Regions from separate parts of the Rattus norvegicus genome. Here region 2 is linked to region 1. The links are chromatin contacts, called in public Hi-C maps. All regions are on one chromosome and are shown on one strand. Each heading gives the region's core, a stretch centred on a gene start, on an enhancer-like site or on the middle of the called end of the contact. The rest is flanking DNA. Distances are from core to core; before and after follow the strand shown.

Evidence for each region. Hi-C and Micro-C count contacts between places; a contact is called where the count stands out from the background.
Region 2: a Hi-C map of liver shows a contact between it and region 1, with 4 times the contacts expected there. The contact joins two enhancer-like sites. A contact is called at or near these places in 8 of 12 Hi-C or Micro-C datasets (the Rat2 cell line, Schwann cells, frontal cortex and 4 more).

The regions. Positions count from the first base shown.
Region 1 is chr2:103,654,233-103,658,189 of GRCr8, reverse strand. All of the region lies in intron 3 of Pde7a (phosphodiesterase 7A), which reads left to right. Among named protein-coding and RNA genes, the nearest start is that of Mtfr1, 61 kb to the right of the region's middle. Within about 2 kb of position 2,054, at least 11 of the 93 cell types and tissues checked have an H3K27ac peak or open chromatin away from gene starts, as enhancers often do. A contact at or near this core is called in liver, where this site is marked.
Region 2 is chr2:103,706,421-103,710,377 of GRCr8, reverse strand. All of the region lies in intron 1 of Pde7a (phosphodiesterase 7A), which reads left to right. Among named protein-coding and RNA genes, the nearest start is that of Pde7a, 14 kb to the left of the region's middle. Within about 2 kb of position 1,792, at least 3 of the 93 cell types and tissues checked have an H3K27ac peak or open chromatin away from gene starts, as enhancers often do. A contact at or near this core is called in liver, where this site is marked.

The sequences.
Region 1 (3,957 bases), core at 805-3,304:
GTTCTTTACATTGTCTTCATTACAGCAACTGACCGTTGAAAACATACAGCGTCTCCTTAGATTTCCCCATAGTTCTCAGGTGTGTTGGCCTGTGGTTGTTTCCTTTCACCATGGCAAGATGGCATAGTTGGTAAAGGTATTTGTCACCAAGCTGAGTTCAGTATCCAGGCCCCACATGGTGAAGGAGAGAGCCAACTTTGTACAAGTATGGTGCATGGAAGCATGGCACAGTGCAAATGGCTTATTTGAAATACTGTTTACCTTTGTTCACAAAACAGTTCACTAAAAGAAGAAAAGTGGGCCAGTGACATGGATCAGTAGGTGAAGGTGATTGCAGCCAAGCAGGAAGACTTGGATTAAGTTGCCACTATCCACATGGTGGAAGGAGGGAATCATTTCTGCAAGCTGTCGTCTGGCACCATCATGTGTACACACACTCTCACACACACACACACACACACTACATCCTTTTCCCCTGCCAGTGACCAGTTCCTACTCCTATTCATGGAAGTTCCCTTACCAATTGGTTCATGTGGAGATGAGCACTGCCATGTTGATGCATTAGGAAATGTCAGGCTAGTTTCCAGAATGTTCTCCAATAGCTGCATTTAAGAACCATTGGTTCTCATTGCTTTGTCCCAGACTTGGAAGAAGCCAGTATTATAGTTATCTTCAGTAGCTTTGTTGCATAAACTAGGCAGGCTGGTATGGATTGGACCTTAATCCTGTTTAAAGGTTGTTGCCCTCTGGACTCTACAGAGCTGGTGAGGCTGAACTTCACCCTGATGTGATTTTGCAACTGTTCTTTGAAGAAGTCACTGCTGAAGTTCTGTACTTCCTTCCCCTTCTCTCCCAGCTGACTAATAGGGAATTGAAAATTTCATGTAGTGGCTGGCTCTGCCTCTGATCCCAGCACTTGGGAGGCAAAGCCAAGTTAAGCTCTGTGAATTCAAGACCAGCCTGGGTGACAGAGAGTGAGTTCCAGGACAGCCAGGGCTACACAGAGAAATCCTGTCTTGACCCCCTCCCCCCAAAAAAGAAGAGTTTCAAAGAACTTTGTATCTCTTATTTAATCATTAAGTCATCAGAATGATCAATAATTCTGTAAACCAGGGATATAAGAGTTGCTTAAGAGGAACATACTGATGATACAGTTTGTTCTTAGTAGAATTCCTCTACTTTGAGATCGTGAGTGGGTCACTTACTATTCATAGTAACATTTTTAGTACATATACATTTGACGTTCTATCAGAGTATTTTGAAATTTGGTAAATTTGCAGTTAGTTCTGAAGTACTTACATACACAATGGTTTTCAATATTAAATATGTAACCATAAAAAATAAATCGAATTTTAAAAGTTAAAAGTATAAGGTTATGTTTTTGAAGTACTTAATGTTTATAATTAGCATTTGTAATAGACATATAATTTATGCTTTATAATTATATTTATTGAGCGCTTGCTTCTTTCCCCAAAACTGTAGAGACATTGTGTGTATTGTCTCAATTGCTGCCAGCCTTCAGTCCTTAGAAGCCTTTACAGATAAAGAGCTGAGCGGCATGCAGAGACCTTAAGTGATCTGCTTTACCTTACGGAGCTGGAGACCTCAGGGGTTCAGCCTGTCTTCACCCACTCCTCCATTCTGTCTCCATTCTCAGCACAGGCATCTGGATAACATTGCTCACAGCAGCCTGGAGCAGTGCTTGTCTGTCTGTACATGCTGAGACATGCTAAGACGAAAAATTCTTCTTAGGAAAAACGTGTCTCATATATGTAGGATAACTACAATTACCCTGTTTGAAATGACTTTTAGATATGGCTTGCACTTTTTTTTTTTTTAAGGAAAACTGGGGAAGGGGAAGAAAAATTAGAATACAGAAAATATTTAGAAGTTTTATTCAATCTTTGTTCCGCACAGAATTGACTAAGCTAGAGCTAAAACCTTAAAGTACTTTATAAAAATGAAGACCCGAGCAGTAATTTCCTAGTAAGTCTTTGTGCACCGAGGAAGTGATTACAGGGCGCCCCCTTGTGGGTTACTGCAGCAGGCGACTGTGTCTTCCGGGAGCCAAGGGCTTTTCCGCGAAGGACCTTTCTGATCTCATAGCTGTGCCCTGCTGCGTGTGGCTTGGGTAGCAGGGAGTCCCTGTGGGAAAGACAGGAGCCTGCTGCTCAGTGTAGCTGTCTCCAGCCCTTTTCTCTTCTTAGCCTAGAACTTGTATTTCCTATTTACTTTCTACTATGATGAGGGGGAAAACAGTATATTTTTAAAAATCACCTACTCTTCTCCACTTTATTTTCTGGTCCAGAAATATGGAGAAAGGATGCCTGGACACAGTGCCTTTGCTCATTTGCTTTGGTGGTGCTGGTTGGTCTACGGCTATGCCATGGAGCAGGGTACTCTCTGATAAAAACGTGAACTTTTGTATGCCTTCAGCTTTCTAAGCTGTTATCACAAAGCAGCATTGCGTGAAAACCAGAACAAGTCTGGGAAGTTTCAATAGTCCAAACTTGATAATGGCCGAGCTCTAATAAGACAAGTTCAATCTGTTGTCTGTTGTGCTGGGAAATGAGTAATAACTCGCTTTGTGTCCCAGAGTGAGCCCATCTGAGTACTGGGAAGAGAGTTGGGTTTTCGTGTACTTTGGCCAGAGGGTGAGCTTTTTAGTAATTATCTAATGAAGGGTACTGGCTTCCTTCCCGTTTCCAAATGCCTCCTCTTTCCTATATCCTAAATGTTAGTATTCATTCAGCCTGATGGCTCCCTGTACAGTGCATCAGGTTTAACTAGGTTGAAAGGAAGACTAGGTGCAGCCTTCCAGACTTAATCGTTGCCCTAGAAGATGCACTATTGGAGTTTTCAGTGTAAGGACTTTGCTTTTGTTTCTCCGGGGGTGGGGGGGGGGTGCAGGCAGAGACAAGGGGTAGAGGGGGATCAGGTGTGAAGAAAATGCATATTTCCAACAGTGTCACAGAATGGGTGTTTTCCTACTGATCTGTAGTTCCTGGCCCTTTATTAGATTGTATTTTGGAAGTTCTCCCAGGACAATTCTGGAAACTAATTTACTCATAGGAATTGTACTCTCCAGCAAGGCCTGTGTGTCACACACTAATGACACAAGCTTTTTCACTTGCCTGCCCTATCTCTGAGGAGTGAGGGAGTCAGACTCCGTGAGAAGGGTTTACACACAAAACATCATTACAGGATCCTTTATGAGAAAAATAGGAATTAGAAAAAGCTGAGTAGCTAGCACCTTCTGTGCACACGAACAATTGCTGTCACACACACTAGAAACTTTAGTCTCCCTGCTTCCTCCCGCAGATGAGAACAAATAGAGACCACAGCCAGACCCTATGCAGACAGTGAGGGACCTTGAGACACTCTGTCTGGAAAGAAAACATGACAATTGTAAGGACACACAGCTAAGCACGGGTCTGCAGGAGTGTCCACACACTTTACTATATAACTTCAGACAGAGAAGGACAGTTTCCTAATAGAGACTTCTTGTACAGCTCAGTAACACACAGACACTATTGATTGCTGAAGGTCACCATCTGATTGTGGTGCTGAATGAATAAAATGCCTTGGAAAGGAAGGAAGGTAGGCAGGCCCGCCGGCTGGCCGGAAGATGAGTAAGAAAGTAGAGGAATTGAGAAGTCCAACCAGCAGGAGCCAGGCACACAGACAAGTGCTGCTCAGGAGGGCATGTGTGCAGAAGGCCCTGGGGCGGAGGCCTGAGCTGAGTAACAGGATCTGTCAAGTAGTGGAAGGAATGGACTATGGAGCTGAGGTGCAGAGCTAATTAACCAAAATCTTTTGTGTTCTTTGATGCTTAAAGAAAGTGGATTATTCTGAGAGTAGAGGGGGAAATGGTTGCTAGACTCATTGAAGGACACACTGTTTCCAGTGACAAGCCACAGTGCCCAGAGTTCTCCTCTTCAGACAGTTTTATATCTA
Region 2 (3,957 bases), core at 543-3,042, 52 kb before region 1:
AACTACTCTTGTATTGGCAAGATGTGAGCACATGATTATTCTTTGTAAAATGAGTGTGAGAGTGTGTGTGTGTGTGTGTGTGTGTGTGTGTGTGTGTGTGTGTGTGTGTGTGTAGGGGTAGGGGATAGGAATGGAGCTGGAGTTTAGAGATGATTGTGAGCCATCGCTTGGTTGCTAGGAATCAAACCTGGTTCCTCTGGAAGAGCAGTCATTGCTGGTAATTACTGAGCCATTTATCTCTTCAGCCTAGCAAATGAAAATTTTTAAGTGACTATAACAACTTTTTTTGAATCCTGGAATTTGTCAATGCAGCATTTTAGTTTTAAATAGGTTCAGATTTATGTCCGTGATTTTTTTAAATGTGTGTGTACTGTGCATGCACACACGCTTTCGCGTTTGCTTGTGCCTGCGCATGCTACAGTATGTATGCAAGTCAGAGGATGACTTGCAGGAGTCAGTTCTTTCCTTCTGCTATGTGGGTTCTTGGGAATGTACCCAAGTCATCAGGCTTAGTGGCAAACACCTTTACCTGCCAAACCATTTTGTCAACCCTGTATCTGCATCTTTCTATATAACACTTTGTATTAAATAAAAGGTATTGTAGCATTCGCCAGTAGAGAATTGGTTAAATTTATAGTATTTTATCTTTGCAGTGCTAAGGACCAAAACCAATGCTTTAGATGTGCTAAGCAGGCACTCAACCAGCTAGCTATATCTCAAATCAATTGATGACATTTTAATTTAACAGAAAACAATATTCAATAAAGTGATGCCATATAGCCAGATTTATCATGGGAAAATTACACAACCATTTGAGTGAGGGAGTAAATTAGTTGAAAATGGTAAGTTACCTGCTTGCCTTCCCTCCCTTCTCCCTCCCTCTCTTTCAGGGAGGGAAGGCATTTTTGAGATCTCACTGTGCAGCTGTCCTCCACCTTCTAAGTGCTGGGATGATAGGCAAGTGTTACCATGCCTAGCTAATTAATGTAGCTTCCTAGGTAGCATCTATATTTATAGGTAAAATCATGATGATGCTATAGATACCAGAATATCAATACATAAGATGTATAAGGTTGTAGCTGTCTTTGGGTAGTGAAAATTGTGGCAGTTTTCACTATCTTTATACTTTGGTGATTTCTTATTATGTAATGAGAACTTTTTGTAATCTAAAATCAACAAAGATATTCTTGGAAACCTACCCATTTTAAAATGATTTGAATTTATTAGTTCAGTGTGAACATTGTCCAAGTAGAATTTTAAAATTCTGAGAAGACCAGACTTTAGTGAATTTAGTAAAATAGTAATGTATTCATCACTGTGTTCCTGAGCCTGACATTAACTGTAAACATAGATATATTTCAAGTAGACAAGTGTTGTGCAACCTCTTTGTGTTTAGAAGGTTGTAGCCTGTAGTTTTAAGCCTTTGCTCTCAGATCAGCAACACTACCAGCCCCCACCTGCCCTCCCTTTTGCTCTACCCACCTTTAGCTCCTGGTGACCACAGTACCGGCCCTCTCCCAGCTTTCCTGAATCTTCAGATAAAAGACACACACACACACACACACACACACACACACACACACACACACACACACACAGTTTGTTCCTTTGTATCTTGCCTTCTTGGCACAATTGCTAGGTGTAATATCTCCTGCCTGGAAATTTATCATCAATTTCTAATTTTCAGTCCAGCTAGATTCTTCCTCCAGGATAGAAGTGCCACAATGGCACCTTTCAGAGCCTTCCACACTGGGCGTCATGGTTTGCTGACACTGCAGGATGGTGCCATTGATTGCCTTTGTCCCTTGGCAGGTTGTGTGACTCCTTCAATACTGTGTGAGCTAGTCCTCAGATTCCTCCAGATCTGGTGTCCAAAGTGTATAGTGTCTTCAAAAGGGCATTTTCTGGAAAGTACCAAGGGCAGCAGCTATCCTACGCTGTTTTGAGGTCTCTTGGACTCCCTTGAGCAACAACTCAAAAGGTTTCCTGTGCCTGGCACTGGGGTATTTGCTAGTTAATGGTGTTTAGGGAAGCATTGTTAACCTTAATTAGAATATCTTCAATTAAACAACATATATGCATAGGAGTGAGTGTGTGTGTGTGTGAGTGTGTGAGTATGTGTGTGTGTGAGTGTGTGTGTGTGAGTGTGTGTGTGTGTGTGTGTGTGTGTGTGTGTGTGTGTGTGTGTACACGTGTGCACGTGTTGAGGGCAGTTTTAAGCAAGCATAAAATTATTCCCTGTGGCCTTTTCAGTCATCTTGTGTGTCTTTTCTACTTCTCCAGCAGTCTTGCCATTTCTCTTCCCTCCACAGGTAAGTCTTCCCCAGTCATCTTCTCCCATGTTCCCCCTTTCCTAGCAACTGTGTCCTGTTACCCCCTTCTAGTGTTCCTGTGGTTGTTGTCCCATCCCTATCATGGGCCCTTTTAGGTTTCTCCACGTTACTATCTATAGTTACTCCACGTTATAAAGAGTCTGAGTTAACTTCCACAAATAAAAGGTCTATATTACTTCACTCAGTATAATAATGTGTAGTTGTAGTAACATGCAAATTCAGCTATAAAGAAAACTGACGCCAAGCGTAGTGTTTAATGTATAGCATGGAAGAGAACACTGCAGGCTTAATGGATACAAAGTATAGAGGTGTGATGGGGCGCGCTCGCTCGCGCTCTCTCTCTCTCTCTCTCTCTCTCTCTCTCTCTCTCTCTCTCTCTCTCTCTCTCTCAGGCCCTGGGTTCGGTCCTCAGCTCCGGAAAAAAAAATGGAAAATTACATGAAGAACCCCAAGATTTTTTGTATTACCTTAGATGAGTAAGTTCAACTAAAGCAACCCACTGTGGTTTTGATTGATAGACAATGGCTGAAATTTATGTATCATAAATTCTGGCAGGAACCTCACAGTGTGACCTGACTTAGAGTAAATATCTTTATAATCATATAAGAGGAGATCATTTGTTATTGGGACAAGACCTAAATTCAACAGTGGGTGTCTTTGGGGATATGTAGAGACCAAGGTGCACTGGAAGGAAGCTAAGTGGATCTGCCTGCTGAGCGATGGCCTGAGGCAGCAGCACATCAGCAAACCCAAGGCGTATTGGATTCAGCAGGAACTAGGAAGTGGGAAACCTTCAGATCACACACTCCTCAGTGAGTCTCCCACATGAACTGGGGAGAAGAAATGTCTCTGGTTTTAATTCCTCTGATTTGTAGTACTGTGTGGTAGCAGCCATAGGAAATGGGCACAAATGGCTTTAAGTTTTGTGTTTTCTGTATTGTGTGTGTATTATGTTTGTGTATGGAGACCAGAGAACAACCGTGTGGTATTTTCTCTTATAGTTTTGAGCTTGAACTGAGGTAACCTGATTTGCACATAAATACATTTGCACATAACATACAATTGCAAAGTGTTTTTTACGTTCATTTGGATAATTTATGAACTTAAGTGGTAGCCTCTGGATTTAGGAACCAGAAAACCTTTTACAAAGACCCAGGTGCTTGGTTCCGAAGACAGATAGGAATCAGCCTATAAGGTCCCTTTTCTGTTGGTGTCCTTGGTATTGCCTGGACAGGGCACCTTTTCCTATACGTGAAGTCTGTTTCCATAGGTGGTTGAGTTTTTTTTGGGTTTTTTTTGTTTGTTTGTTTGTTTTTGTTTTGTTGTTGTTGTTTTTTCTTGTGAGACAGGCTCTCTAAGTAGCTCTGGATGTCCTGGAATTTGGTCTCTAAGTCACAAACATTCACCTGCGTTTGCCTCCTGAAGTGCTAGGATTAAGGGCACACACCACTATGCCTGGCCAAGGTTGAAACATTTTTTAAAACACAGGTTAAATGGTGTCAGCCAGCTCAAAATAACAGATTTTTTGCATGTAAAAATCCAAGTTCCCTTGCTTGGTGTGGGCCTCCATGATCAGGTCCCATTCCTTCCTCTCTGTCTCTCACAGTGATCTCTTCTGTCTGAA